Linked DNA regions of Ovis aries: region 2 is linked to region 1. Evidence: chromatin contacts called from public Hi-C data. All regions are on one chromosome and are shown on one strand. The core of a region is the stretch at or near the end of the contact, and the rest is flanking DNA. Distances in the headings are between cores, read along the strand shown.

Region 1 (7,049 bases), core at 3,188-5,687:
AGACCCCTGCGCATGTTCTAACTCACTCCCTTAAGCATGAGGCGGTGGGCTGAGGGGAAGAGCTGCCCACCCACAGCAGATGACGGCAGTGGGCTTGTGACTGCTCTTCTGCTTTCTGCTCTCTGGGGACCCTGAGGGCCACTACCCCTCTCTGGGCCTCAGTTTCCCCAAATGTAAACTGGGAGGTTGAACATGGTATCATTGGGGCCCTTCCAGCCGGGATGCTCCCCCGAATTGCCTCGGGGTGACCCCTACCTTCAAATGCTCATGCCACTGTTACCCCTTTCCCAGTTGACTTGGGGATTTTTTTAAAGTTAATAGTGACTGGCATTTAAAAATTAGAATTGCAATAAATAGTTGAGTCAGGTCTAGGCCCTGCCCTTGAAAGGCTGGGTGACCTTGGAAGGGTCACTGTCCCTCTCTGGGCCCCAGATTCCTCAATCATAAGATGAAGGTGCTGGTAGGTTGATGCCCAAAGTTCATGACTATTTTTAATTAATTAATTTTTTTGTGTGTTTGTTTAGTATTTAAGAGAACCAGGACAGGCCAGCGTTGAGCTGAGTGCTGGACCAGCCAAGACCTGGTCCAGCCCTCCGAGCCGTGCCCTGGCCCCCAGAGCCGCGCCCTGGTCCAGCCCCCAGTGGGGAAACGTAAAGGCATTTCCAAACCACGTGGTGTCCCACTAGAGGCCTCTGTCAGGGCTTCTGGGGACACCTTGTTTCCAGTTCAAATTATAGATTTATGGTCACAGAGGGATGGATGATGACCTGGACTTGGCCATTACCTACCAACAGGGAAGGAAAGATAACCAAGCCATCACTAGGTACCAGGCATATACTTAGGACTTTATGTCCCCGTTATTAATCGTCAACAACCCGACTGTCATTCCCATTTCACAGATGAGGAAACTGAGGCTGAGAGGAGTTAAAGGACATGTCAAGGGGCACAGAGCAAGTCAGAGCGAGAGTGATGCTCGGACCTGTTGGCCTCTGGAGTTCAGGCTGTAACCAAACCCCAGTGAAACAACCGAGGAGGGCTGGTCAACGGGGGGGACGAACCGGCAGGGACAGGAGAGAGACCAGGGGAGTGAACTGGCAGGGACAGGAGAGAGACCAGGGGAGTGAACCCACGGGGGGCAGGAGAGAGACCAGGGGAGCGAACCGGCAGGGACAGGAGAGAGACCAGGGGAGCGAACCCACGGGGGCAGGAGAGAGACCAGGGGAGTGAACCAGCAGGGACAGGAGAGAGACCAGGGGAGTGAACCCACGGGGGCAGGAGAGAGACCAGGGGAGCGAACCCACGGGGGCAGGAGAGAGACCAGGGGAGCGAACCAACGGGGCAGGAGAGAGACCAGGGGAGCGAACCAACGGGGCAGGAGAGAGACCAGGGGAGCGAACCCACGGGGGGCAGGAGAGAGACCAGGGGAGCGAACCAACGGGGCAGGAGAGAGACCAGGGGAGTGAACCCACGGGGGGCAGGAGAGAGACCAGGGGAGTGAACTGACGGGGGCAGGAGAGAGATGGGCCCAGAGCCATTTACTGCGCGTGTAGGTGGGTGGCAGGGAAGAGGCCACGCTCAGTGACACTCATTCTCTCCAACCCCCTCTGCATCCCACCAACGGATTGTTCTCACGTCTCACTACTCAAGCAGCTCCTCAACTCAAGACCTGCCGTGGCTCCTGGCATCCAGAGGGTCAGGACCCTGCACTCAAAGCCTCTTTAGCCACTCTGCCCACTAGCTCCCAAACACAGAGGCACCCCCCAGGGGGCTGAGCTTTTGCAGGCGCACCTCCCTTGCCTGGACTTGCCTCCCTTGCCAACCCCTCAGCAGAGCGCTAGACTCGGGGGAAGCCCTCTGAGGCTCCCGGGGCCTCAGGCAACAGCCAGCACAAGTCTGGATCTCCCAGGGCCCCCAGGTTTGATTCACCTCCACTCTCCAGGGCAGAAGCTCGACAATGAAAACCCACAAGGAGCCCAGAGAATGCTGGAAAGGACACATCTCCAGGACTGCCCGACACCAAGCCTCGTCCTGAGGCACAGCGTCAGGACGCCACAGTGTGGAAGAGCCAAAAATTACAGCCTCGGGGCTCATCAGGGTGGGACTTGGCGACTGTCTCTTTCAAGGGTTCCAATCCTGAAATTGGGGCAAAACTCTCCCCTACTTCAAAACCTCCAGTGCCTCCCCAGGGGTCTAGATAAAACTCCAAACCCTAACCAAGGCCCCCAGGAGGCGCCGCCTGGTCTCCAGGCCCCTCTCCCTGCGCCGTGCTCTTTCTCCCAGCTCCTTCCTCTCCCTCACACTGTCCCCCGCTCACACTGTCCCTTCCATCTTCGGTCTGAGCGTTCTCGGGGAGGCCTCCTTCATCTGTCCAGACAAGAGCCCGTCACACCCTCGCAGTCCCCTCTGCTCTCCTAACGCTGGCCCCTCCTTCGCAGCTGAAGAAGGGAGGAGTTTGTGGCTCAGCATAAAGAATCTGCTGGCCTATGCAGGAGACCTGGGTTCAATCCCTGGTGTGGGAAGATCCCCTGGAGAAGGGAATGGATATCCACTCCAGTATTCTGGCCTGAAGAATTCCATGGACAGAGGAGCCTGGCAGGCTACAGGCCTTGGTAGCAAAGAGTTGGACACAACTTAGCAACTAAACAACAATAATAATAACTTATATAAGACCCAAGACGGTAAGACCCACGAGGGCTAGGAAAACCTCATTCTTTGCTGATTCTCCGACCCCCAGTCCAGGGCCTAAATAAATATCTGTCCCGTGAAGGCACACGCTCATGCACATGTGAATGGGTGAATGAACCTCTGTTTCACCAGAGAGGAAGCAGTCAGACTCCTGTGAGCATTTGAGGGAAAAAAAAACAGGGCCCCAGTTAAGGAGGCTGGAGAAGTAGGAGATTAAAGTGAACGGTGCAGCCTGCCAGAAGCGAAAACGAGAGCGAGCTTCGAGGAGGAGGAGGAGGCACCCGGGGCTCCAGCGAGCTGGGGCATGGAGAGCTGAGGAAACACCAGGAGGCGTGGACACGGAAGGGTCACTGGGGAGTGGGCAAAAGGCGGGGCCCAGCACAGGGACGGCGGGACGGTGAAGATGCAGAGGGCCCTCAGCTGACGCGCTCAGCGGCTGCGCCCTTCTGCGGAAGTGGGAAAGCAGAAGATGGTTCCTGTGTCACTTGCCAAAGCATGCAGAGAGTACAACCCTTTATGGGGACACAGCGCTCAGGCCATGGGGCTTTGGGAGCTGTCAAGGCTCTGAGTCTCAGACTCGAGAGCATTAGAGCCAAGGCGGGCCCCGCCGGTCCATCTGGGCAGCTGGGGGAGGCCCCTTCGTCTCGTGCCCTTGGGAGGCGGCTGGTCCCCCTCTATGGGAGTCCCAGCATCGGAAGGCTCTTGCATCTGAGCTTGGGGAAAGAGGAACAGCACCAACTGTGGTCAGCTTGTCATGTCACCGCCTGGAAGCCAGCCGGGCTGCAGGATGAGTAAGCCCTGGAGGTACTCGGCCCCTTCTCCTTTCGGCGGTCAAGGGTGATGTCATGACCCAGGGGAGTGTTTCCCAGGCTTTCCACACAGTTACTATCCGAAACTCGCGTCTCTCTGTTTCAGCACTGGAAGCTGGGTTATCCCCCTAGTGATGATCCTTCCCCTTTCTCCAGCTCACAAAGCCCTTTGGCATCTGTGAGCTTATGCAGTCTGCACCACAGCCTTGTAGGTGGGTGGAGGAGACCAATGCACCCATTTCACAGGCAGAGAAACTGAGGCCCGAGCGGGGACCTGAGCCAGGTCTCCTGCTCTGGCCAGAGGACTCTGCACTCCGTGCCCTGCCTCTCCACCTCCTGCGGCGGCGAATCTGATAGTCAGGTGGGCCCCGCCCTGCCAGCCATCCCAGGTGAGTGTGACTCATGCGCCTTCCCTGTGACTCACCCTTCTCACTCCTCCTCCGGTCAGCAAGCCCGGAGCCTTGGCAGCCACACCCCAGCCTTTCTCACCCTTCCAAAGAATCCTGCACCTCCTCCTCACAGGAGTCCACCCTCCCACCGAGGCGCTACAAGCACTTTCCTACCGTCACCCAGCGCAGGAGCAGCACAGCCAAGGGGGGGCCCCAGGAGTCCTGGCACCCAGACGGCTTCGTGCCTCTTCCCCAAGGGATCACGCTTGCCTGGCCTCCCTCTCTAGGTGAGGAGCAGGTGAGGCAAGGGCAGAGTGCTCTCTGAGCTTTACGAGAAGAGCCCCAGGGACTGACTTTGCATCCACGTGTGGCGCCCGGAGGCTGCTTCCCCAGGCCCATCCAGAGCCCCCGGCAGCCAGGCTGGGTTTAGGAGGGCCCAGCGGTGGCTGCACTGCTCTACCTACCTCGTGGGGCTGTGAGTGAAGAGGGCGGCTCCCTCGGAAGGGCTCGGCACCACTGTGGAAGCGCGGCTCGGGGGGTTCCCAGTACCACCTGTAAAGAGAGGGTCAAGACTCCCAGGCTCAGGGGCTCAAGGTCATCTGGTCAGAGCCCATTTCATGCTCCAGCTCCTCCCCAGCCCCCTCACCCCCCATCCAGGGCACATGCCCCTGCCTGCGCACCTCCAGCACTTCCTGCCAAGGCTGCAAACCTTCTATTCAAGAGTCCAGCTGGTTAAAAGAACCCTCACTGGGACGTGCTGGAATTCTCTGCCCGTGCCCCGTTACGCACCGGCCCTAACTCTGCCCTCTGGGCTCACCCGGAGCAGGTCTGGCACCCCGTTTCCCAGGGGCTCCTCGGAGACTTGAAGACGGAAACCCCAGGCCCTCGCGTCTTCTACCCCTTTGCTCCAGCTCTTCCTGAGATCAAGGTGTCTGGTTCCCTCCCCTGGCTTCCCTGATCTACTTCAAATGAACCCTGTCCCTACTGACAGCGCAAGACCCAGAACTGAACACTTGGATGAGCTCTCTTCAGGGCAGGGCAAGCAGAACTCTCACCTCCATCATTCTAGATACCATGCCTCTATTAATACAGCCGAAAATCCCATGAGCATTTAAGGTAACCCCACTGTATGACTGAATTCAGCTTATGGTCAGGTTCAGAGCTGTGGCTTAAGATCGTGAGGTTAGACAAAAGGGCCCTTCATTTAACTAACATGTAACAATCAAGTTACGTCACCTTTCTGAGCCTCAGTTCACTTCTCCGTAAGACAGGAATTATAAGGTAGGTATTAGAACCTACCTAACCTACCCCATGAGGTCATCGAGAGAGTGAGTGAATAAGTAAAGTCGCTCAATCGGGTCCGAACTCTTATGAAGATCAAATGAGATAAAATACGACAAGGATTTTGAATAATGTCTGTCTGTCACCTTACTCTATCGCTTAACTCTTAAGTCTGTTTCTGTAAAGTGTTATCTTTCTCATGCTGTACTTACGCAAGCTGCTTACATGCCATATTCCCACCTCTATGCCTCGCGTTGCTCCACTCTTGCAAGACTGTATTGCCATTATACGCTGACGAGTCTTTCTCGCCCATGAGACCATGGGCTCCATTAAGTTGCTTTGCCTCTGAAGCCTCAGGCCTGGCAAGTGACCCGGCCAACAGGAGGACCCGTGGGTGTAAGCTGGGTGACCAAACGCAGGGCCAGCCCGCGCGCACCCAGAGCAGTCTGTGCAGCCCCAGTCTTTCAGCGCTCACACTTTCAGAGACACCCTGGGTCTTCACCCTTCGTCTCTCCCAGACTCCCAGTCGGCCACATTCAGGGAGCCGCCAGCAAACTGGCTCCTGCCTGAACTGGAAAAGGGCTCTGCCCAAACCAGCTTCTCTGAGCCAGGCGGAGAGACTCCAAGATCCCAAAGGCAGCGGGGCCCTGCGGGCTCCCTGGGTTAAGACGCAAGTGAACCCTATTCTTAGCTGACAGTAGACGGCCCAGACATTCCTGGGGGTTTCTACATCGTGAGTGGCACCAGCGCACAGAAGAGGTCTAGAAAGAGGCTGGGTGCTCCTCTGGGCCCTAGGACCTGGAGTCAAGGGCCACCTTCATGGGCTCCCTTCAAAGAGTTCTGTAGAAACTTCCCCGCTCCGTAGGGTGGATGAACACAGAGCTGGGCTCCCGCAATGATCAGGGAGTTCCCACTTTCCGCCAACTCCGTGAGGATGAACCTTTCATGTCCAGCCCCCTTCTCTTCGACACACCTCCACATCTCACCTCACCCTCTCTGGCGGTGCTGTAATTGTTCCCAAGGGCAACCTGTTTTACGCTCAAGGTTCCGCATCTCAGCATCAGCACCACCATCCCCCGTCCAGGACGCCCGGCATCCTCTTCAGCCTCCCCTGCCCCGTCACCTGCGCCTCCCAACACCAAGCGCACCACCGCTCCCTACTCCGACTCTGCCAACATGTTGGTCCAGGCCCCTCAGCCTCTCACTGGAGAGACTGCTGTGCCTCCTACCCGTCCTCCCACCTCGTCCCTCCTCCCCTCCAGACCACGTTGCTCCTCTGTGCAGACTCAGCGGTGACTCCCTGATGGCCCCCAGGTAAAACCCAAAGTCCTCAGCGGCCCTTTAACCCTCCGCGCCTTTTATGACCTGCCCTCATCAGTCTTGAGCCTCAGCCCTCCCCAGTTCCGTCCTCCACCCACACCCCTCCAAGCTCCAGCCAGGCGCAGCTGCGCTGGCCCTTAAATCTCCCTGTAATCTTTGCACAGACTGTCTCCTCTGTTCCCGAGCTCTCTTCCATCCCCGTTCTTTTCTCCTTCCGCTCATGATCAAGCCCAGGTTTCCTGCAAGCACTCATCTCTAACCTCCCCTTCCCCGTGAGGCTGAGCTCCTCTGAGCCTCGGCCCACCTCCCTGCCACACTATTACACTGTTTCCAAGTCTGCCTCCCCCATCAGACTAAGACCCGCTCCCCTGTACCCCAGAGTCTAGCCTAGGGCCACCCCAAGATTCAACGAAGGCAGAAACTAGTAAACCACACGCGTGTTCACGTGTGTGCACACGTGCGTAAACACTCATGCAAAGACGTTCACAGAGACGGCGAAGGGCGCAGGTGCTGTCACCTGTGGACAAAAAGAGCATTACACGCTTTCCTGCGCTCCGGACACAGG
Region 2 (7,049 bases), core at 1,952-4,451, 59 kb after region 1:
CTTTCCTGATTTAATCAGAAGGAAATGAAAGGTAACTGAAAATAGAATAACTATCTCACTATGCAGTTCAGTTACTTAGCGCCTTTGTGAAACAGCTCAAGTGTGCTCTGGCTCTACCAGTGATCCCAGCCAAACTCTGGACAGTGCTTTGAGACCTGCTCCCTGACCCATTAGCTGAATAACCTTGGGAAAGTTTCTCAACCTCTCTGAAACTCAGAGTCCTCGTTTGCAAAAGGGATATATTGACAGGATGCATTACCTCCGGTAATAATGGCGATAAAGGCGAGGATGATAGAGATGCTATTAGGGAAAAAAAATGAAAGTGAAAGTGTTGCTTGCTCAATCATGTCCAATTCATTGCACCGCCACAGACTGTAGCCCACAGGCTGCTCCGTCCATGGAATTCTCCAGTCAAGAATACTGGAGTGGGTAGCCATTCCCTTCTCCAGGAGATCTTCCTGACCCAGGGATTGAACATGGCTCTCCTGCAGTGCTGGCAAATTCTTTACCATCTGAGCTACCGGGAAAGTCTGATGCTATTAGAAACGCTTTGGTAAAATTCGTTAAGCTGAACCTTCAGATATTAGATTTGCTTTGGGGATCTGAATGAACAGCTTGGGTCTTTGCTTTAGTGAAGAGGGGGAGAGTGATCAGACGAAGGCTGCATGGTCAACAGAATTAACTTCCACGACGTGGATTTGTGGAAAATGGAAGCATTCCTCAGGCTCTCAGAATTATCAAGGAAGTGAAACTGAATAAAGATATTGCTCAGACAGGACTGGTTGAGCATTCAAGTTTGAGTCGCTCAGCTCTGTCTGACTCTTTGTGACCCCACCAGGCTCCTCTGTCCATGGGATTCTCCTGGCAAGAACGCTGGAGTGGGGGTAGCCATTCCCTTCCGGACCCAGGGACTAAACCCAGGTCTCCTGCATTGCAGGCAGATTCTTTATCATCTGAGTCACCAGGAAAGCCCATTAAAGTGAACGGTAACCTCTGAATGACATAAACAGTCTACCCCGTCCCGTGGTGCTGCTATGAAGCAACAAGAGAGAATGAGTAAACTTCAGTCATTGCTACAAAGAGATGCCTCCACACACCCTTCAGAAATTATGCTCCCAAGAGCTAAAAGGCAACTATTTCTCCCTCTCTCTCTCTTTTTCCCCTGGCAGCTTATTTCCTAGACAGTGCCTAATGAATTTTGTGGAATATACTTTGTTTCATGGACAGATTGGCAACAAATTTCAGAAAAGATTTAAAATGAAATTAAGCCATCTGAACCCGTCATTCTGGTCCTGCAAACACTGAGGTGTCTTGATGGTTATATGTGGTATTACGGACCTAAGGAGATGAGTATTATAATTACTGCTTTGCAGTAATGAGAAAATGACACTATAATATCAGATGACTGCCAGAAAACACAGAACAGACCCATTCTCCATGCCTTCATTCTTTCCAGTATTTCAACAAAGGTTCTGAATATGCTTAACCACCGTAGCTAAACTCTGGGTCTGGGCAGGAGGTGGGGTGGCTATATACATGAAGAAAATAGCAAGATGACGATTTGCAAAAAATATAGAAAATGTGATCTTATTTAGATGAAAGAAAACAAACACCGGCAAAGCTATTCTTTACGTACGTGCACCCGTATTTATAAAAGCTTACAAACGGCTCTGGTGGCAGTGTCCGCAGTTGAGTGAAGTGGAAGGGAAAGGGGGACTTTATTTTACCTGTAACTGAGATAATAATACTCACACATTTCTGTATTCTTAACATTTTAAAATTTTAAGTAGATGCCTGTTAACCGGCTGAATTCCGCTGCTGCTGCTGCTGCTGCGTCAATTCAGTTCTGTTCTGCTCTTTGCAACCCCAAGGACAGTAGCCCGCCGGGCTCCTCTGCCCATGAGACTCCTCTCCAGGCAGGAATCCTGGAGCGGGCTGCCAGGCCCTCCCCAGGGGACCTTCCCCACCCGGGGATCGAACCTGGGTCTCTGTTTCCTGCACGGGCGGGCGGTCTCTTTAACAGAGCACCACCTGTGTCCCCTCACAAATTCCTGTGCTGAAGTCCTGTCCCCCAGTACCTCAGAAATCGGCTACATTTGGAAACAGAGTCTTTAAAGAGGTAATTAAGCTAAAATAAAGTCACTGGCGTGGGCCATAGCCCAACATAGGGCTTCCCATGTGGCTCAGAGGCAAAGAACCTGCCTGCCAATGGAGAAGATGCGAGAGACGTGGGTTTGGTGCCTGGGTCAGGGAGATCCCCTGGAGGAGGGCATGGCAACCCACGCCAGTGTTCTCGCCGGGAGAGTCCCATGGACAGAGGCGCCCGGCAGGCTGCAGGACCTGGGGCCACAGAGTCGGAACTGACTGAAGACACACACACACGCTAATCTGACCGGTGTCCTTACAGGAAGAGGAAGCTTAGGGTACAGACACACAGAGAGGACCACGGATGACGTCCACCTACAAGCCAAGGAGAGAGGCCTCCGAAGGAATCAACTCTTGATTTCAGATTCGCAGTCTCTACGGTTGTGAGGAAAATGAATTTCTGCTCTGTGAGCTGCCCAGTCTGTGATCTTCGTTATGGAAGATGTTAAAGAAAAAAACTCAATGGTATTTGTTAAAGACAGCAAGGCAGATGCCATGCAGGGCCATACTGACAGGCACAGGGATTACACTGGGGTCTCCCGATGCGGGAGAGAGACTGGGCTAAACTCAAACACAGCACGGGCAAGTGGGAATTTATAGTCAGGGAGCAGGGTGGGGTCAGTGGATGGAAAATTACTGGGAGGAAATATCAAGGGTAAGAGGAATTCTGGTTAGAGCAGCCGAACAGGATTTTTGCTGAAGGCGGGCTGGGATAATCAGACATCACTTGAGAGATGGCAGAGGATAAGCAACCTGATCAGATATCGAGGGTTGGGGATTTGGGTTAAACTGACTTAGCAGGGTTCTGGCTGAAAGCAGATTTTAGAGGGAAGTGCAGAGATGCGCCTAGGAGCAGGTGCCGAGGGCTGACTAGGGTTTGGTCAAGCAAGAAATCTTTGTTACAGGCCTGGTAAACGGACACAACGACCAAGGCGTGCTCCTGACTTCTGGGAGCTCCTGCCCTAGTGGGAGAGGAAGTTAATAGCACAACCTCACTATGATCCCAGGCGAGGTGGGAGAAGCGCTCCAAAATGCAGAAGCAAGATACTGTGGATCTAAGGGCGGGAGACAGTGTCGCGCCTGGCGGGTTTCAGAGAGGAAGTGGCCGTTGAGCTGGGCCTTGCGTGATGAGAAGCGGAGAAAACGGGGCGGGGGCGGGGGAGGGCAGCGGCGGGGAGGGTGGTGGTGGTGCGTGGGTTGGTGGGGATGGGGAAGGGGGAAGATGGGATCGTTCTTGGAGGAAACACAGAAGCCGGCCGCGAAGGTCTGTTCTGGGTCAGATTAAGACGAGACAGCTACAGCTGAGTGCAGACTGCGCCAGGGGCCGTAGGAGAGAGGTGACCGAAGCCGCTGACGACAGCTGCAGCCCATCACAGAGGCAGCAACAGCGTCATCTTGCTTAGTAGAAAGACCACCCTGGAGTCCACGAGGCCGGGGTCGAAAAGGCATGGCCCGTGCGCCTTCTGGCTTTCCAGGTGGCACTTGTGGTAAAGAACCCACCTGCCCATGCAGGAGACATAAGAGACGCGGGTTCAATCCCTGGATCAGGAAGATCCTCTGGAAGAGGGCATGGCAACCCACTCTAGTATTCTTGCCTGGAGAATCCATGGACAGAGGAGCCTGGTGGGCTACAGTCTGTGCTAAAGTCTGTGCTCAGGTGTAGCTGCCTGGTCTTAAGAGAGTCGCAAAGAGTCAGACACGACTGAAGCAACTTGGCACGCGCAAGGGCGCAGGCCTCTCATGTCTACGGGGACGTGTTCTTTGACTTGTGTAGCTATTTTTAAAAAATTAACTGTTCTAATAGTTCAGAAATTATAAATAATTTAGATTCATAATGTAATCAATAATTTATTGATATGATTTGAATCTAGATAATAGTTATATAATTTATAATATATTAATTTCACAGAAACTAATAAAAGAAAATTATGCTGATATACTCTATGTATAAATACTGATAAACTGAAAGAGCTCACAAAATTTCAGTTTTCAAAAAAACCTTTCAACAAGTGTTGGTTGATTGCATCCCCCCAACAAGATTTGTTGAAGTGCAAACTTGTGGTGCCTGACTTCAACTTACTTGGAAACAGGGTCTTTGCAGATGCAGTTAAGATGTAAATTAAGATGGAGTCTTACTGGAACAGGACAGGCCCTGAATCAAATGTGACTGATGTTCTGATAAGAAGAGAAGCGATGCAGATGCCCAGTAGGGAGAATGCCACGTGGCTGGTGGTGGGGGCGGAGAGGGGAGCGACGCAGGTGTCAGCCAAGGAGCAGCAAGCATTGACCCCCGGAAGCCAGAAGGGTCAAGGAAGGATCTGACCCCGCCTCAGAGGGTACAGGGCCCCGCCACACCTTGATTTCAGACTCTAACTCCCAACACTGTGGGAGAACACGTGTCTGTCGTTTTAAGTGCCAGCTCGTGGCTACAGCAGCTACAGGACACAGATTCAACCCGGAACCTCTCTGCCCCCTGGCAATTGTCTGGAGCTGAGGAAGGGTGCCCCCTGGAGGGGAGCCTCCAGCCAGCCGGCATCCGTCATTCCCCTCAAGGTGGAGACTGCAGCAATAGCCCAGGGGAGACGAGAGGTCTCAACTAACGCAGTAACAAGGGTGTGTGTGCGCGTGAAAAGCTGCGCTCTTAGAAACAGTTATTCTTGACTTCACGCATGGGAGTGAAGTGAGAATAATGACGATTACTGAACTGGCTGCCCGAGTCTCAGCTGCGGGATGCGGGATCTTCAGCTGTGCTGCGTGAACCCTTAGTTGCAGCATGTGGGATCTAGTTCCCTGACCAGGGGTTGAACCCAGGCCCCTTGCATTGGAATCGCGGAGTCTTAGCCACTGGGCCACCAGGGAAGTCCCTATTATTGCAGACTGCACTTTATACCACTATCCCGAGCCGGGTCCTATGTTGAGGGCTTGTTTATGAGGTGCCATTGAGTCCTCCCCCCAGTGCTATGTAAAATTCTCACTCTGTCGGTGAGAACACTGAGGCTCAGAAAGGTTCCATGACTGAGACCTGGATTATAAATAAGAGAGCACATCAGCTAGGTGCCAGGTACCTGGCTGAGCACTTTATGTCCGAGCTCACTGAATCCTCACAACACCCCATGAAGCAGGTGTTGCTATTATCCCTGGTTCTCTCTCCCCTTCCCCACTGAGGTGAGGAAAGAGGGCGGCACAACAGGCGCAGGGGGTCAGCAGCCTGGTCAAGCTACTCAACAGCGAAGCTACACGGTTGATACACAGGTTTGTGTTTCTGTCTGGATCCAAAGTCCTTGCCAGCTTATCTTCTCATTCATCGATCCGTTCATTCATTGATGAACGCTCTTACGTATTTTTAGTATTATTATTTTTATTTTTGCTATGCTGCACAGCATGTGGGATCTTAGTTCCCCAACCAGGGATCGAACCAGTGTCCCTGCAGTGGAAGTGTGGAGTCTTAGCCACTGGGCCTCCAGGGAAGGCCCTGTCTTATATTTTTGGAGGCAGCTGTGCTCTGGTGTAGCTTGGACCTCAGTGTCCCCATCTGTGAAACGCGGGGGCTCTGCTGGCCAATCTTGAAGGGCCCTTCTTGCATGTAATTCAGTGCTTCCCTGGCCTTGGGAAGGATTGAGCAGTTATTAATAATACAATAATACAAGTTAGCTCCCAATGCTAACTCATTTTCCAGTGTCTCAGCAAATGACCAAGCCAGGATTTTAATCCAAGTCCACCCGACTCCAAAAGCTTCCTCACTTCCTCCTGGGCCCGGGAAAGAGAACGAAACAGAAGAGATTGAAGGAGTACTGTCAAGCCAGGCTTGCGGGAGCGACTCGGGAGGCGCCGGAGCCGGGAGCTCCGACCCGGAGGCTGGACCGGCGCGGGCCTGTGACGCCCTCTTGTGGACCAGGTGCGAAATGCTCTGCTTTGCCAGCTCCTTCGGGAAGGCAGGAAGCGGTTTTCCCAGTGGTCTTTGCAAACCAGTGGCCCAGGTTCTTGTTCTAAAATGGAGGCTTATTGAAGGCCTGAGCCGCTTAGAGCTACCCTGTGTTCATTTATTGATGAAACAAGTCCACAACTTGTACAGACTTGTATCGGGTATAAGGCAGTGAACCCAACATAAACGGCACCTCTCCTCCTTTGCACTCAGAGTGAAAGGTCAGACATTAAACCTGTAAAACCCAGAATAAATATACAGACAGGAATGAATTCCTCCTTCATACTCCCTTTTCTCCTTAGCTCTCTTTCCAATATCTGGAGGGCGAAAGGATCTTTGGCAAGACCCAAGAAGAGAGAGACTTTTAACAATAGTGTAGACTTCTAAGAATAACAAAGTGTCTGTCTGCTCTCAAAAGTTTCATTTGTTTCACAGATACCCTGGGAATTGGAAAATATCTAAATCCTCCTCTGGACTGAGGCACCAGGAGGGAGGGAATCCCTTCAGTGCAGGGAAGCCAGGAGCTGTGCCCAGAATCAGCCTTGAAGGCTGCAGGGGCCTCTTTCAGGAGGGAACTGATGCCCAGGAGGAGGAAAGAGGGGTGAAATGTGGGGTGGGGTTGAGGGTTTGGGGAAGAGGGATTTTATATGCATGTCCAACATTCACAACAATTCAATAAAGCCAGGGCCACCAGACCTATTTTATAGATGGGGAAACTGAGGCCCAGAGAGATTAAGGTACCCACCCACATCTCAGAGCTAATAGGCTGCACTGTTGGAATCTAAGTCTTGGAAAAGCTGTAGATTAGGAATCCCAAGTCTGGCTTCCAGTCCCAGCTCTGAACACACCTGTCGAGTTGGGCAAGTCAGTTAACAACTTGGATCTCTACTTTTCTCTTGTGCATACCAGGGGCTCGCTTAGGAAGACATCCACTGGTCTTTCCTTTGAAGGGCCCGAACAGAAAAATAGGAACGAAGTTCTG

What was found. A called contact is a pair of places that touch in the nucleus more often than the background predicts.
Region 2: a contact with region 1 is called in a Hi-C map of blood, with 1.8 times the contacts expected there. The contact joins the enhancer-like site here to the promoter of GSN in region 1. A contact is called at or near these places in 5 of 16 Hi-C or Micro-C datasets (blood, hypothalamus, skin fibroblasts and 1 more).

What each region holds. Positions count from the first base shown.
Region 1 is chr2:2,265,303-2,272,351 of ARS-UI_Ramb_v3.0, forward strand. GSN (gelsolin) reads right to left here and starts at 4,438. Exons shown (of 17, transcript NM_001246006.1): 1 at 4,348-4,438.
Region 2 is chr2:2,325,855-2,332,903 of ARS-UI_Ramb_v3.0, forward strand. No RefSeq gene overlaps it. Among named protein-coding and RNA genes, the nearest start is that of RAB14, 15 kb to the right of the region's middle. Within about 2 kb of position 3,202, at least 5 of the 54 cell types and tissues checked have an H3K27ac peak or open chromatin away from gene starts, as enhancers often do.